Regions from separate parts of the Mus musculus genome. Here region 2 is linked to region 1. A link is a contact called in public Hi-C data. All regions are on one chromosome and are shown on one strand. The core of a region is the stretch at or near the end of the contact, and the rest is flanking DNA. Distances in the headings are between cores, read along the strand shown.

Region 1 (6,959 bases), core at 1,252-3,751:
AACCTGCTGGGGCTTTACAAACAGAAAGTGGAGATGTCCCAGTGAATTTAAATGGAACTAAATAAGAATTTTATAAGGAAACTAATTGGAGATGCTGGTAGGAAAAACCCTATGGTGGTGGCAGAAGCTGGCTAACCCAGTCAGCTCCCATCTGGGCCCAGAACCCGTGCTTTGATTCAGTTCACCCCATCTACAAGCTGCTGGAGCTCACGAAGAGGCTGGTCCTGCAAACCCTGAGCTGCAAGATCAGCATGACTGACAATAGCAGTATATCCTAGACAAGTCTTGGCGGCAATGGTCCAGTATTTATGGTGCTTCAGAGACCTTGAGCCAGACCAAGGACTCACTGCAGTGAATGTTTGCATGTGAAGCTGTCTGGAAAAAAAAAAAAAATGCTGTGCGACACACATCAGTTTCCAATGCCACTATGACAAAAGGCTGTTCAATGAAGAGACAGGAAAGAGAGAGGAGCAGGCCAGTGAATGACAGACAGTAATGGAAGGAGAGACACTGGGGGTGGGGTGGGGGAGGGGAGTGATGGGGGGAGGGGGAGAGATGCCTGCCTGGGATCTGGGAACATGGTGTTGCTGAGTAGGGTTGACTGGGTGGGTTGTAGCAGCCTGGATCTTGCACATTTAGCCCTCGAAAAATCTGCCCAGCCATGATTGCCCGGGTTCTGAGCAATGACGGGATGTCAAGATGAAGACTGGACCATTTTTTTGAATTAGACCTCCTCAAAAGACGTCTATGGCTCATGTTGCCCTGGAGGCCACTTTGGTATCCTTAGTCTGCTACCCCAGGCTGTGTTAAAATCCTAGGTTCATGTGGATATCCTTTACTGATATCCCTGGCCTGAGGTGCCACTGAAGGCCAGGATATCCTTGGTCTGGGCCCCTATCTGAGGCCATGCTGTCTGTTGGGTTGTGCTACTGACAGGAGCCATATTGATCTGAGTGGCCTGTGCCTAAAGCCAGGGTGATGTCTAGGTCCCCGTTACCTACAAGGGCCATGTCTGGTTCCCAAGTTCCATTACAGTCTGGGACCGTGGTGATGCCCATGGCTGATATTACAACTTGGGGCTACATGGATGGATGTTCAGGGTCTGTGCTGCCACAGAGAGCCCTGTGTGGGTCTGTTGTCCCACTGCAGCAGAGGGCTGTGTTGATGCACAGCGACTGGAGATCATGCTAAGAGGTCTGTGGCACGTGCTGTCTCCAGAAACCATGTCTAAGTCCATGATCCATGCTCCCGCTGGCTGTGAAGGACAAGGAAGCCACTTTTGCCTTGGTATTAATGACTGCAGACCCACAATTGAGAAAGAGAGACATAGAAGGTTTCTGGCAACCCTTACCCCACCCCATCCACAAAAGTAACAGCCTGGACAGAAAGCCACCAAAGAGGACTCTTAAAATATTTGATAAGGATGCTGAGGTATAGCTAGCCACAGATGATGGCTTCTGGCTGGGGTGTAGACGCAGAAGGACTCAATTTTCTTTAAGGGGCTGGCCACTAGGAATGTGACCACCATGCTCCAGTGAGTATTTGGGCGATACAAATTGAACTTGGTTTTTTGGTTTGTTTCCTCCTCTTCCTCCCTCTCCTCCTCCTCCTCTTCTCCTTCTCCTTTTCTTCCTTCCTTCCTTCCTTTCTTTCTTTCTTTTTTTTGGGGGGAGGGGGGTAGGGAGTAGGTCACAAGTCAGGGTGGGAGGACCTGGGATGATTGGAAAGAGAGTGTTCATGATGTGAAATACCCAAATAATCCATAAAAATATTATGAAAAATTAAACTGTTCGATGAGGGGCAGAGCATAGTTTTATAAGAGGAAGGGCCTGGGTCTGAGTCTCAGAGCCCATGAGAAGCTGGGGATGACCACATTGGTGTTTGCAATTCCAGCACTGGGGAGCTGGAAAGGGGGAGATTCCTGACGGTCTTGGCAATCAGATGAGTTACAGGCCACTGAGGGACTCTGTCTCTAAAAGCCAAGTGAAAGTACCTTTGGAACAACACTCGAGGTGAACACGTGGTCTTCATATGCATGCACACATATGAGCACACACACACACAAGTCACCTACAGGTAATATGAAGTCCACTTTGCACATGTGAGTAGGACATTTTCTTTGAAGTCTATCAACATAAATTTCCCCAGTGGGCCCAGGGTATCCTTTCTCAGACAGGACAGGAGAATGGTGTTGCAGGCTGGAGGGAAATGTTCAGAAAACCATCTTCAAATCAGCTTCGAGTGAGCATGCCTGAGTATTCTCCTTCTTCCTCTGATTGTTCCTCACTCTCATCCATATGGTGACAGCCTCTGACCATCCCTCTCCCGCTAGAACCAGCTGTGGTTCTCAGAGGTGGAGGAGATGCACGCAATTGTCTCTGAGGGCCACATGCCCTCTCCCTTCCTCCTGGTTCTCCTTAGCCTCTTAGTGAGCAATGATGTTCCTGCCCAGCACTGCTCTCCCCACCCCCTCAGTGCAGAGATGCACATTTCGGGGAAATAAAAAGGAGAACAAACCTCTCTCCTTTGCTTCCCAGGAGAGGAGGCTGACCACAGAGGCAGACTTGTTGGCCGATGCCCAATGCTCCAGATGAACCATTCGGCGAACGTCCACTTCCAGGAAACTGAACCCACAAAACAAGAATCACACTGCAGACATGCTAGGCAAGCAATGGGCTGTGAGCACAATGAAGAGAAATCGGACAATGGTGGCCATGCAGATCCCTGACTGCTGCTGCAGGGAAAGACCTGACAATTGCTTTCTCCACACAGGGTCTGAACTTTCTAAGTCAAGACCTTGGTAGTCAGCTAGGAGCTGGACTTACGGGGAAGGGAGGACATTTCTCCAGGTGTGACAGATGTTGGATATGCTGGCACATCTCTAGGCAGGTACAGAAAAACAAATCAGAAAGTAATTTTCCTTTTGCACCTATTGCTTATCCAACCTCTGGTTTGGGCAGACCTGACTAGAAATACACAACGCCCAGGGCCATGTTTGCAGGGTTGTCCATGTGGCTGATGAAATGTCCTTCTGAGGTAGCAGCTAGCTTCCTCCACAGTGATCCAAGCAAACAGAGTGGAAAACACCACCTATACATGACCAGGTCTCAGAGGTCACACAAGGTCATTTCCACAGTACCCTGTCAGGTTCCAGGGTCAGTCCTCCTCTGTGTGGGAGGGGATTCATGATCTGAGTACTAAGAAGCAAGACTTCTAGGATCAGCCCAGAGCCCTTCAGCTACCATGGAATGTGCCAGAAGGAAGACCTTTGACCAGCTGGCAGTTATCCCACAGGGACCTTGCAGTCCCCACACTGCTCTGCCTCCTTATCTGTGGTCTTCCTGTGTTGTCAGTGTGCTCAGGAGAGGATGGGAGGCTCCTGGGTATCAAAGAATAATAGATCCAATGTTAACTTCTTCAAATAGACCAAATAACACCACAGAGGGCCAAGGTTGGCTGCAGCCCAACCTCTCTCCTTCCCTCTCCAAGGGCCCATTGAAATGTTGGAGCTTAGTTCAGACATGGTGGCTGACTATCAAATGGATGGAACAGCCTAGGATATAGAAATGCTGGGGACTTCACTAGAAACTCTTTCAACCTGGCTCCTGAGTCTGAGGAGCCCCTGGAGAATTGAAACAAATAGAAACAATGATAATAATTAGCTCAGGTGAAAATCTGCAGGAGCAGTCAACAGGTCCAACAACAAGGATGGATCAGAACCGGTGGGGAGACACATCACCCTCCAGTAGAGAAACAGTCACTACCATGCCATCTGTCTTCATTCACAATTCTAATGTGATCTCAATATTAATATAAACTCATTTTAATCCACAGGCGAGGGCTGAGGAGGTTGCTCAGTGGATAAAGCACTTGTTGTGCAAGCACGAGGACCAGAGTTCAGATCCCCAGAACCCACGAAGAAGCCCAGTGGGCATGGCAACTCTTCTGTATTCCCAGATCATAGGAAGCAGAGGCAGAGATATGTGATCCCCCAAAGAAACTGGGTAGCCAGATTAGATAAAACCTGAGCTCTGGGTTCAGCCAGAGTCCTCGCCTCAATAAATAAGGTAGAGAGCAATCAAGGAAGGCTCCTCATCCCACCCCCCCCCACACTCATATACACACATATACATACACACATACACTTACATGTACATACATACACACGCATGCATATACATACCCACATGCATATACACACACAAACACATACACTCACATACATACATATAAACATACATATACACATAAACACATACATTTACATATACACATTCACATGTACATACACACACATAAACATATACATGCACAAACATACATATACATGTATACACATACACACATACACACACATACACACACATGCCCAAATGCACATACATATATGTACACATACACTCATATACACACATACATACATATACACACATACACACACATACCCATATACATATACATACATACATACATACACACATACACCCACATACATATATATACACCCATTCAGGTCAATCATACTGAAAGAAGAGTAATACAAATTTAAGTTGTGATAAGTCTTGGGGGTGAGGAAAGAGGGCTGTGCATAACATATGACGCTCCCCTCCTGGGTATCTAGAAACCTTATCTAAAGCATAAACACATGTACCCTTTGCCCTAATTATCCTGCTTCCTGGAATTTGTCCTTCAGTTGCAGCAGCAACATGGAGGAAGTGCCCAGGTTTACATTTTGCAGTAGCAAAAGATAGGCAGCAGAGCAAACACCTATGGATGTGTGATGGGTGAGGTCGATTTACTGAGTGGCCATAAATAAGATTCTCTAAGACTGTAAAGATGGCATCTTGATATGCCACACTGATCTGAAAGATGTCCGAGACCGGCAGCTCGGTGAACAGAGCAAAGTCCCAGTGTTCTTCACAGAACACTAACTGACGTCAGCCTAACACAGGTGATTTCACTGTGTCCTCTGAGCCATCTTCCATCATCCTAAGAGACTGAGTCTGTCCATTTCTGTCACAGAAAGTGAAGAGAAAGGAAAAGGTTTGTGTGCATGCACTTACTCACAGACAGACAGACAGACAGACGACACTATGAAACTAGAAAAGGAGCTAAGTTAAGGCTCTCTCTACCAGTTCCTCATGGTAGGTTTATCATTACCATTTAATCAGTACCAGTCCCTGGATCCTACAACTGACCATGGAGAAAGGAGGCTTAGATTGAGGAGGAGGACGAGGTAGACAGGAAGGCCCAGGACATCCAGAAGGATCTCTACACATGGCCTGACTTCTGCTCATTTGCAAGTCATGAGCTCAACAGAAGTACTCCTGTGCTTCAGCAAACAGAGCCCGTGCCCACTTCCAAATGACATCAGCCACTAGCAGGGACATTTATTCAAGCCAACCTCAATAGATAGCGGGACATTTATTCAAGCCAACCTCAATAGATAGCGGGACCTTGTGATTGCTGAGGAAAGAGAAGACTTCCATCCCTAGAATATTCCTCTTCAACCACCAATGTGATGGCAAGTCTGCCTTGACCTGCCTTCCTTGTGGGGTAAGTTTTCCCCTGGTTTATAACTGCTGAAGCATTATGTAGATTCTTGCTTCCTTCCATCATCTGTGGCTCTCCCAACCTCAGGCCTCAGATGTTTTACCCCAAGAGTCCTCTGGTCACAGCTTTGATTTTTTTCCCTCTGTGGAAGAGCAATGCTTGTTCAGACACTGTGAAACAAGAAGACACACATCTGACACCCGCAGAAAGAAAATAAAAACAAAAAACAAAAAAACACCATTCCCACAGTGCTTTTAGCTTCTCCCAGGATTTCTCCAATGCTACCAAACCAGGGCATGTGTTGGAAGTCAGCAAACAGTTGCTTTGGGGAAAAATGTTTGGACTGTTGTAGCAGACTGGGGGAAGACTTGAGCAGCAAGGGTGTAGGTACCAGGTCTTCCCAGAGCCTCCAGTTCTCATCAACTCTCATGGAGGAAGCAAACAGAGACTCTCTGATAACACTCCAGGGCTCTTGTAGTGATCTAGAGAGCGTGAATGTGGAGTGACTAGCAGAGAGGCCTTGGATTTGATCTCTAGTCCCAGGATGCACTGCAGAGGCTAAGCAAGGACTCCCTTCCCAGGGATCCTGGCAGCATCTCTGACCCCTTGGAAAGGCTTCAATGGCAAAGAGCTACAGGCTGAACATGATCACAAAACCATCCATCACCTCTGTCCTCTCTCAACCAATCTGGAATCTTCCCATGACAGTGTCTCAGCCCGGACTTCCGCAAGGCTACCTCTTTTTCACAATTAAGGACTTCAGAAGAAATGATTCTGGGTGTGACTCATATGCTCTCTCGGTGACCAAGAAAAGGACTAGAGGCCCTCTGGTGCCAGTGACTCACACTCCTCTCAGGAGCAAAGGGCTCTGTTATCTTTTTCCTGATATTTTGAAAATGTTAAATGTCTACTTTATCAAGACATTGCCATTTAGAGCGGCTAGACCAGAAAGAATGGTCGCAGTGAGTCTACTGGAGGACAGGACTATCCCTCACCAGACACACTTGACATTCTACCTCAGGGGCACAGCTTCTACAGGGCTCCTCTGCCCGTGGCTCATGAACCAGAGCCACAGCCACTCAAAGAGGGACAGTTGGTTCCACACATCAGCCTCTGCCTCATGCAACTGAGGTTGAAGAACTCCTGAAACAGGTAGTATACCTCCTGAGCACTATGGCCTTTCCTGAAGCTACCAATGCCCTCCTTCTGATGGAGTTGACATGTGTCCTTCCCATTACATCAGCACCTTGAACAAAAACAAAAACAAAAACAAAAACAAAAACAAAAACAAAAACAAAACAAAAGATAAATTCTTCTAATCCAGGAAGACTCCACTGGTGATATCAGGAAGGGCAGGTCTGCAAAGTCCCCAGTGTAGAGTGACACCCTCAACTCCTTCCCCTCAT
Region 2 (6,959 bases), core at 2,086-4,585, 110 kb after region 1:
TAAAATTTAATAGAGGTAACATCTCCAGCACCTGCCTGTAATCTCAACATTCACTCAGACAGGGGGATTGCATAAATGAGACCAGCGTAGGTTACACAGTGAGACCCTGGAAAAGAATACATAAGGAGTCACATGTTAGTTAATAGCATGTGATTTTGAGCCTGATATCTTCTGCTTGTGCCCTCCTGGAATGCTGCCCTGGGCCACTAGAAGGAAGCTGGACAGGAAACTGGTTGGACTGTGGAGAAGTGGGTGCCCTCAACCTTCCTGCCAACACCACTTTCCAACACAAATAGATCTGTCACCCAAAATCTCCACCTCAACACAGCCCCAAGTGAACACAGAGAGAACAAGATGGTAGCTAGAGTCTGAGCCTGAGACCCACAGGAAAAAGCCTCTTCCAGGCTAGGGTGCTGCTCAGTCCTCCCTAGCACTGCAGATAGATAGATAGATAGATAGATAGATAGATAGATAGATAGATAGATAGATATTTAGAGAGGTAGAGAGATAGATAATAGATAGAGAGATAGAGAAAGAGAGAGAGACAGAGAGATAGAGATATAGATGATAGTGATAGTGAGACAGAGAGACAGAAATAGAGTGAGACAGAGACAGATAGAGAGACAGACAAACAGATAGATGATAGATGGATGGATGGATGGATGGATGGATGGATGGATGGATAGATGATAGAAAATAGAAAGATGATAGATAGATGATAGAAGATTAATTGATTGATTGAGTGAGTGATAGGCAGATAGACATATAGATAGATGATGATGGATTGATAGGTAGGTAGGTAGATGATAGATAGATAGATAGATAGATAGATAGATAGATAGATAGATGATAGAAGATTAATTGATTGATTGAGTGAGTGATAGGCAGATAGACAGATAGATAGATGATGATAGATTGATAGGTAGGTAGGTAGATGATAGATAGATAGATAGATAGATAGATAGATAGATAGATAGATAGTGATGGAGAGATAGTGAGATATTCACTCCCTTTAAGCAATTGAGCTTCCCCCTAGCCGCACACACCGAGTAGTTCAGCTATTTAAAACTAAGCTTGAATGAGAATGGCTGGGGCAAGCTGGGAGAGCAGCAGTCCATCAATGAAAGAAGCAGTGTGTCCCAGCCTGGACTGCTCCCTCTCCTCTCCCTGTTCCACCTTTGTAGTCGTCGCAAATCCTGCCCTTTACCAGGGCTGCAGCACACTCTCCACAGTGTCTCTCTCTAACCATCTTCTCTGCTCTTTCTCTAACCCACTGCCTTTCCCCTTGACAGAGCCGGAAGGATTTGTTTTCAGATACTTCCCGAAGTTTACTCTCTGACTCGCATTCGCAAAGTAAGGAATTAGAATATAAGATATAAAAGCCAAGAGAGAAAAAAGAAACAGGAAAAGTCGGGGTGCAGAAGACCACAGGGGATGAGGTGTTCCAAGAAGGTCCTGGGGACAGCAGCTGTGAGTGCGTAGGTGGTAGAGCCTCTCCTGGAGTACCCCAGGAGCATGTGGAGGCCCATAAGCTGAGACATGATAAGCAAGGGGGCACATAGATTAAAATGAACTATGAGGGACATCGAGGGTAGGGAGAAATGTGGCAGAAACACAGAGCCCTTTATAAACCTATGTGAGGAAATGTGTGTTGCCTAGGACTATAGAGCCATTGAGATTTATGAGCAGCATCACAGGGTCTGATGCAAGTCTTTTAAAGTACCATGTTAGCTAACATGTTGAATATAGACTGGAGAATATTCTGGGATGGCACCTATAGCAATATATATCATCTCCAATAAGGAAATAAAGAATATATGTCATGGGGAATAGCAAAAAAAAAAAAACTTCATAGATACCCACTCCATAAATAGCAGGCAGGGGCAGATAAGAGGGCTGTAGAGGTGTTTGGCATCAAACCCTTATGACCTGAGTTCAATCCCCAGCAACCACATGGTGAAAGGAGAGAACCAATTCCCCCAAATAATTCTCTGACCTCCACATACAACATGGCAGGCGCACTTGCACATCCAAACAAAGGAATAAATGTAAATAATTAAAAGAAAGGTCTCTTACATTTTAAACCTTTAAACATGAGGTCAGGCAAGGTGGTGCACACTTGTAGTCTCAGCACTTGCCAATCAGAAGCAGAAGAATGCCAAGTCTAAACACAGCCTGACTACCTAACAAGGCACGACTTCACAACTCCAAGGGCTGGTCAGCGCTTGGGAGACAGAGGCAGGTGGATCTATGAGACCTCAAGGCCAGCCTGGTCTGCAGAACTAGTTCCAGGACAGCCAGGGCTATATAGTATAACCCTGTCTTAAAACAGACAGAAACAAACAGATCTAAGGGCGGGCTGGGGAGCTCCGGGTGTAGTTCAGTGGTGGCAAGTTTGGTTTTCCTGAGTGAGACTCCGATGAGGGGCAAGGGAGAGATCATAAATGGTCGTTAGGAAAACTCAGAAGCCGATGTAGAGAATTCAAGACAGTATTAAGAGTAAAAGGATGAAGCCATCCAGAAATAAGGACTGGGTTTTAAAAACAGAGCAAATCCAGAAGATCCAGACTTAAGATCAGCAGCGAGGATAAATGGGAACGCAACACCGCAAATGGCAGGAAGTAAGAGAACTGAAGGGGATCGGGGAGAAAGGGCCAAAAACAAATGATGGGCAGATGGGAGCCAAGAGTCCCCCCTCCCCCGAAACTGAAAACTGAAGCAAAGAGCAGAACAAAGTTAAAATCAAGCCACTCAGGAAAACCTTTCTGGAGAAATGTCACAAATGTACGAAAGTGCAGGCAGAAAGTAAAAATAAACACGCTGGAATGGTTTCTGGTAAAAATTTTTAGATTTCAGAGGAAAGTACGAAGCCGCCTGCATATGCAACGATGTTTGTAGGACAGATCTGGGCTAGAAATTTATAATTAGAAAAGATCCGGGGAGGCAGAAACAGGTGGATCCCTGGGAGACGGGCCAGCCCAGACTGGCCTACTTGATGGGTTCTGGGACAGTGAGAGACCCTATCTCAAAACACAAGGTGGATGGCTGAAAACTGACACATGAGGTTGACCTCTAACCTCCACATACGCCCCCAAACATATGTACATGTACATGCATATACACACACACACACATGAAGAATTCAGACGGGACATAGCAAGGAGGGCTGATATCTGTCACATATCTGGGCCTCAGCCGGGAAGTCTCAAAAGCTGGGGTAACTCCATAGCTGAGGTTTGGAGTCAACTAGATGCCTGACCTCTCAGGCATCTGGAGCCAGGACTCAGCTGACTCAGAGACCCAGCCTGCTGACCAGAGGCCTCACGTGTCTTCTCCATGTGGCTCAGCTTCCTCCCAGCACGGCCACCACACAGTGGTCAAACTTCCCTAGTGACAGAGACCAGAAGCATAGGACACAAAACTCAAAACAGAAGCCATATAGCCTCATGAGGCCCCCTGTTTCAGATATCACATAATGTCACAGTCCCCTTACTTACTGGTCAAAGTCATCTCCCATGCATGAGAAGGAGGGACAGAGACCTCATCTATTAGTGAGAGAAGAAGCAGAGCTTTGAGGGTATGTCCTGTAAATCACCAGGGACATATTCCCAGGGTTGTGGTGTTCTTGCATGTCCTGCCTGATACAGTATTGCTTACCTCCTTCATGGCACACTGCTGGTCTGTGAATGTCATGCACTCACAGCCTCCCGCTTCCCTGTAGGGGTCTCGGGGTTCTCAGTTGCTGGGGTGGACATGGAGTCTTTAGTGGGTATGATAATGGCTACTCTCTATTGCCAAATTGATGGGAGTTTTGAATTGCTTCTGAGTGTGCCTTTGAGGGCATTTCCAGAGAGGCTTCACTCAGAAGGGAAGACCCACCCTGAATGAGGGGTGGTCACCATCCCATGGGACAGGACCCCAGATGAATAAAAACAGGAAGGAGACGGAAAGCTGAGCCACAGTATTCTCTCTCTGACTCCAGACTGTGGGTGCCGAGTGAAGAGCTCCCTTCGTCACACTGTGTCCTGCCCACCACGAAGAACTGCACCTTCAAAATAGCCCTGCCAGTTGGTCTTGTCAGGTGTTTTGCCACAGCAACGGGAAAAGTAGCCAAGACAGTTTCTAAACCTGTCAGCGACCCTTCTACCGTGATGGATGGCCCACCCCTGTCTTGCAGCCTGGTTCCTGTTAAATCCCCATAGCTCTTGTCAGGACTCTTAAAAGGAACAAATGTATATTTCTGAATATTGAAAAACACAAAGGCACAAATGTTGAGTTATTAAACAAGTTCACAGTAGCTTCCTCCTCACAATGCTGCTTGATTGAAAATAATTGGGCAAAGAAAATGAATTCCAGACCAAACTGAGTAGTTGTTTTCCTATACAGAAAGAAATTTTTCTCCTCCCACCATCAAAACCCCTAAAAATGCCACTAAGACCGTTAACTAATACCCACTTGGGACAGGAATCATATGACTTTAATCTACAGACTCACACCTTTGGCCTGAGCTGGCTAGACACAGAGGGTGACAAGCTCCTAAGGACTGATAGTCCAACTCTAGAGGTTCTACGGGTCACTGACAACAAGAATTTCTCTTGGATCAACCCTGAGACTGGGCATGAAATTATACGAGAGAGAGAGAGAGAGAGAGAGAGAGAGAGAGAGAGAGAGAAGAAAAGAAAGAAAAAGAAACATAGAGGCAAACCCACATCCCAGAGGGAGGCCAAACCAAGCTAATCAAAGCAAAAGAAAGTCCAGACCCAAACCCAGATCCCACCCACAGGCTCAAATGTGATTCTGGCTGTCTGAAAGCAGTTCTCAGACAGAACCTCAGGCGATGAATCAGTTTCCTCAGACACTGAGGGGGGATAAAGCCACTGCTGCGGAGCCGGAGTGCTGGTCGAGGAGAAGCTGTGAGAATCCAGCAGAGTGGGGTGGGAGTAGGGGGTGGTGCACACAGTGAGAAAAGCCACGGTGAATCCCCAGTCTAGACAGTGAGCCCAGAATGCCCAGGGAAAAGAAGCAAAGGATAAGAATGAAAAGAACAGGTTCAGAGGAGCCAGCTGGATGCACCTCCAAAATGTGGGTGGGGGGAGGGTGGGACACGCAAGACAGCTGTGCAGTCAAAGTTGCTTAAAGTCACAGAGAAGGGGCTGGGGAGGTGGGTGGGCATCCAAAGTGCTGTCCTTGCAAGCATGGGGACTTGAGTTAGACACCCAAGAACACACATAAACAAAAGCCCTGGGTGGTAGCATATCCTGGTTATACCAGCACTGGGGAGGTAGGGGCAGAAGAGTCTGTACAGCTGTCTGCACAACCTAGCCTGATCATTCCCAGGCTCTAAGGATAAATACTACCTTAAAAAAATCCCACACCCAAAAAGGAGAGGAAATGAGGAAGTATTCGTAGGATCCAGTGAGTGGGGAGAGACTTTGGGTTGGATATACATTGATAAAGATACATTGTATACACATATGAATTATCAAAGAATAGAATTTAAAGTTCTGGTAAGTTTAAAAACTAGGGCCTAGAGAGAAGGTTCAACTAAATGAAGAGCACTGTTCTTCCAGAGGACAGTTTCTATTCCCAGCACCTACAGAACAGCTCAAAACCATTTATAGATCCATTTCCAGGGCATCTGGTGCCCTCTTCTGGCCTCTGTCAGGCACAAGTATAGTACGCAGAAATGCAGACAGGCAAAATAAAATAAATCAATAAATCAATCAATAAATAAGGTTTTTGGTTGTTTTTTTTTTAAGATTGAAATTTTAAAAGATCAAGGTGGTCAGCCTGGCCTACAGAGTGAGTTCCAGGACAGCCAGGGCTACACAGAGAAAACCTGTCTCGAAAAACCAAATAAATAAATAAATAATTGAGATGGATAGCACTTGAAGAATAACATCAACATTGTCCTCTTGGCCCCTACATGGCATGCACACACGTGCACATAGGCATACAAGATAAAAAATCATTAATAATAATAATAATAATAATAATGATAAACAGGATGAAAGCACGCATCTCTTTTTCCATCCGGAAATCAACTCACATTATAAACATAAACAACGTCTATCTACGTTCCTACAGAAGGACGATTTCCGAGCAAGTCCATACACCAAGCCATACAATGTGGGCAAGACAGCAGAGCAAAGCCTTGACATACACTGTCTAACTCAGGGAGATGGTTTTGGGATGAACAGGACTCAGAGGTTAAGGGCTGGTCCCAGTGCCTCACAGCAAGCACACTTCCAGGGCTGAGGGAAACAGCTGCCATCTGATAGCAGACCTCTCTCCTGGGACATAAGCTCTGGTACAGCAGTTTCCCTGTCTCTCTACCTAGAAAACTGGCAAATGGTTCTTCTGAGAAAAGCAATGACAAAGACAGGAAGGAGATTTGTAAGCTAGAAAATGAAGGGAGGCAGCCTTCAGGGATCACACTACCTGACATGGGGGTACAGTCCAGTGATTCCATGTCTGTGAGTGAGCAGAGGCCACAGGAAGATGGGCCCTCTTCTGCGCCAGGAAATATCAGTGCAGTGGTAGAAGCAGGTAGAAACTGAAAGGAGCCAGTGTGAGCTGAATATCAGAAGCATCTATGGGCTGGGGAGACACTCGGTATGTAAAGTGCTTGCTTCCACAAGTACAAGGACCCAAGTTGAGATCTCTAGCACCCACACAGAAGCCAGATGTGGCAGTTTATATCTATAATCCAAGTACTTGCGATAGAGACAGGAGGATCCCTGGGGTTCGCTACCTATGCAACCTGACTAAATCAGCAAGCACCCAGGTTCCCCGAGAAGCCCTGTCCGGAGGCATAAAGTGGAGAACGGTAAAAAGGTAGCCAATATCACCCTCCACATGAGAGCAGACTCTGCACCCGGGCTGCAGGATCAGGAATAACTCCAAGTTGTGTCCCGTAATGCCTCTGACTGACAGGAGCAACTGAGACCCTGGGTAAT

Evidence for each region. Hi-C and Micro-C count contacts between places; a contact is called where the count stands out from the background.
Region 2: a Hi-C map of bone marrow-derived macrophages shows a contact between it and region 1, with 44 read pairs. The contact joins two enhancer-like sites. A contact is called at or near these places in 2 of 15 datasets of contacts at CTCF or cohesin (large pre-B cells and pro-B cells), 14 of 484 Hi-C or Micro-C datasets (CD4 T cells, CD8 T cells, the G1E-ER4 cell line and 7 more), 11 of 115 datasets of contacts at active chromatin or transcription factors (the 230-238 cell line, CD8 T cells, the HPC-7 cell line and 8 more) and 1 of 9 other capture datasets (embryonic stem cells).

What each region holds. Positions count from the first base shown.
Region 1 is chr8:126,761,265-126,768,223 of GRCm38.p6, forward strand. No RefSeq gene overlaps it. Among named protein-coding and RNA genes, the nearest start is that of Gm45805, 6.4 kb to the left of the region's middle. Within about 2 kb of position 2,502, at least 60 of the 459 cell types and tissues checked have an H3K27ac peak or open chromatin away from gene starts, as enhancers often do. A contact at or near this core is called in bone marrow-derived macrophages, cerebral cortex and microglia, where this site is marked.
Region 2 is chr8:126,869,431-126,876,389 of GRCm38.p6, forward strand. All of the region lies in intron 1 of Gm31718 (a long non-coding RNA gene), which reads right to left. Among named protein-coding and RNA genes, the nearest start is that of A630001O12Rik, 24 kb to the left of the region's middle. Within about 2 kb of position 3,336, at least 42 of the 459 cell types and tissues checked have an H3K27ac peak or open chromatin away from gene starts, as enhancers often do. A contact at or near this core is called in bone marrow-derived macrophages, cerebral cortex and microglia, where this site is marked.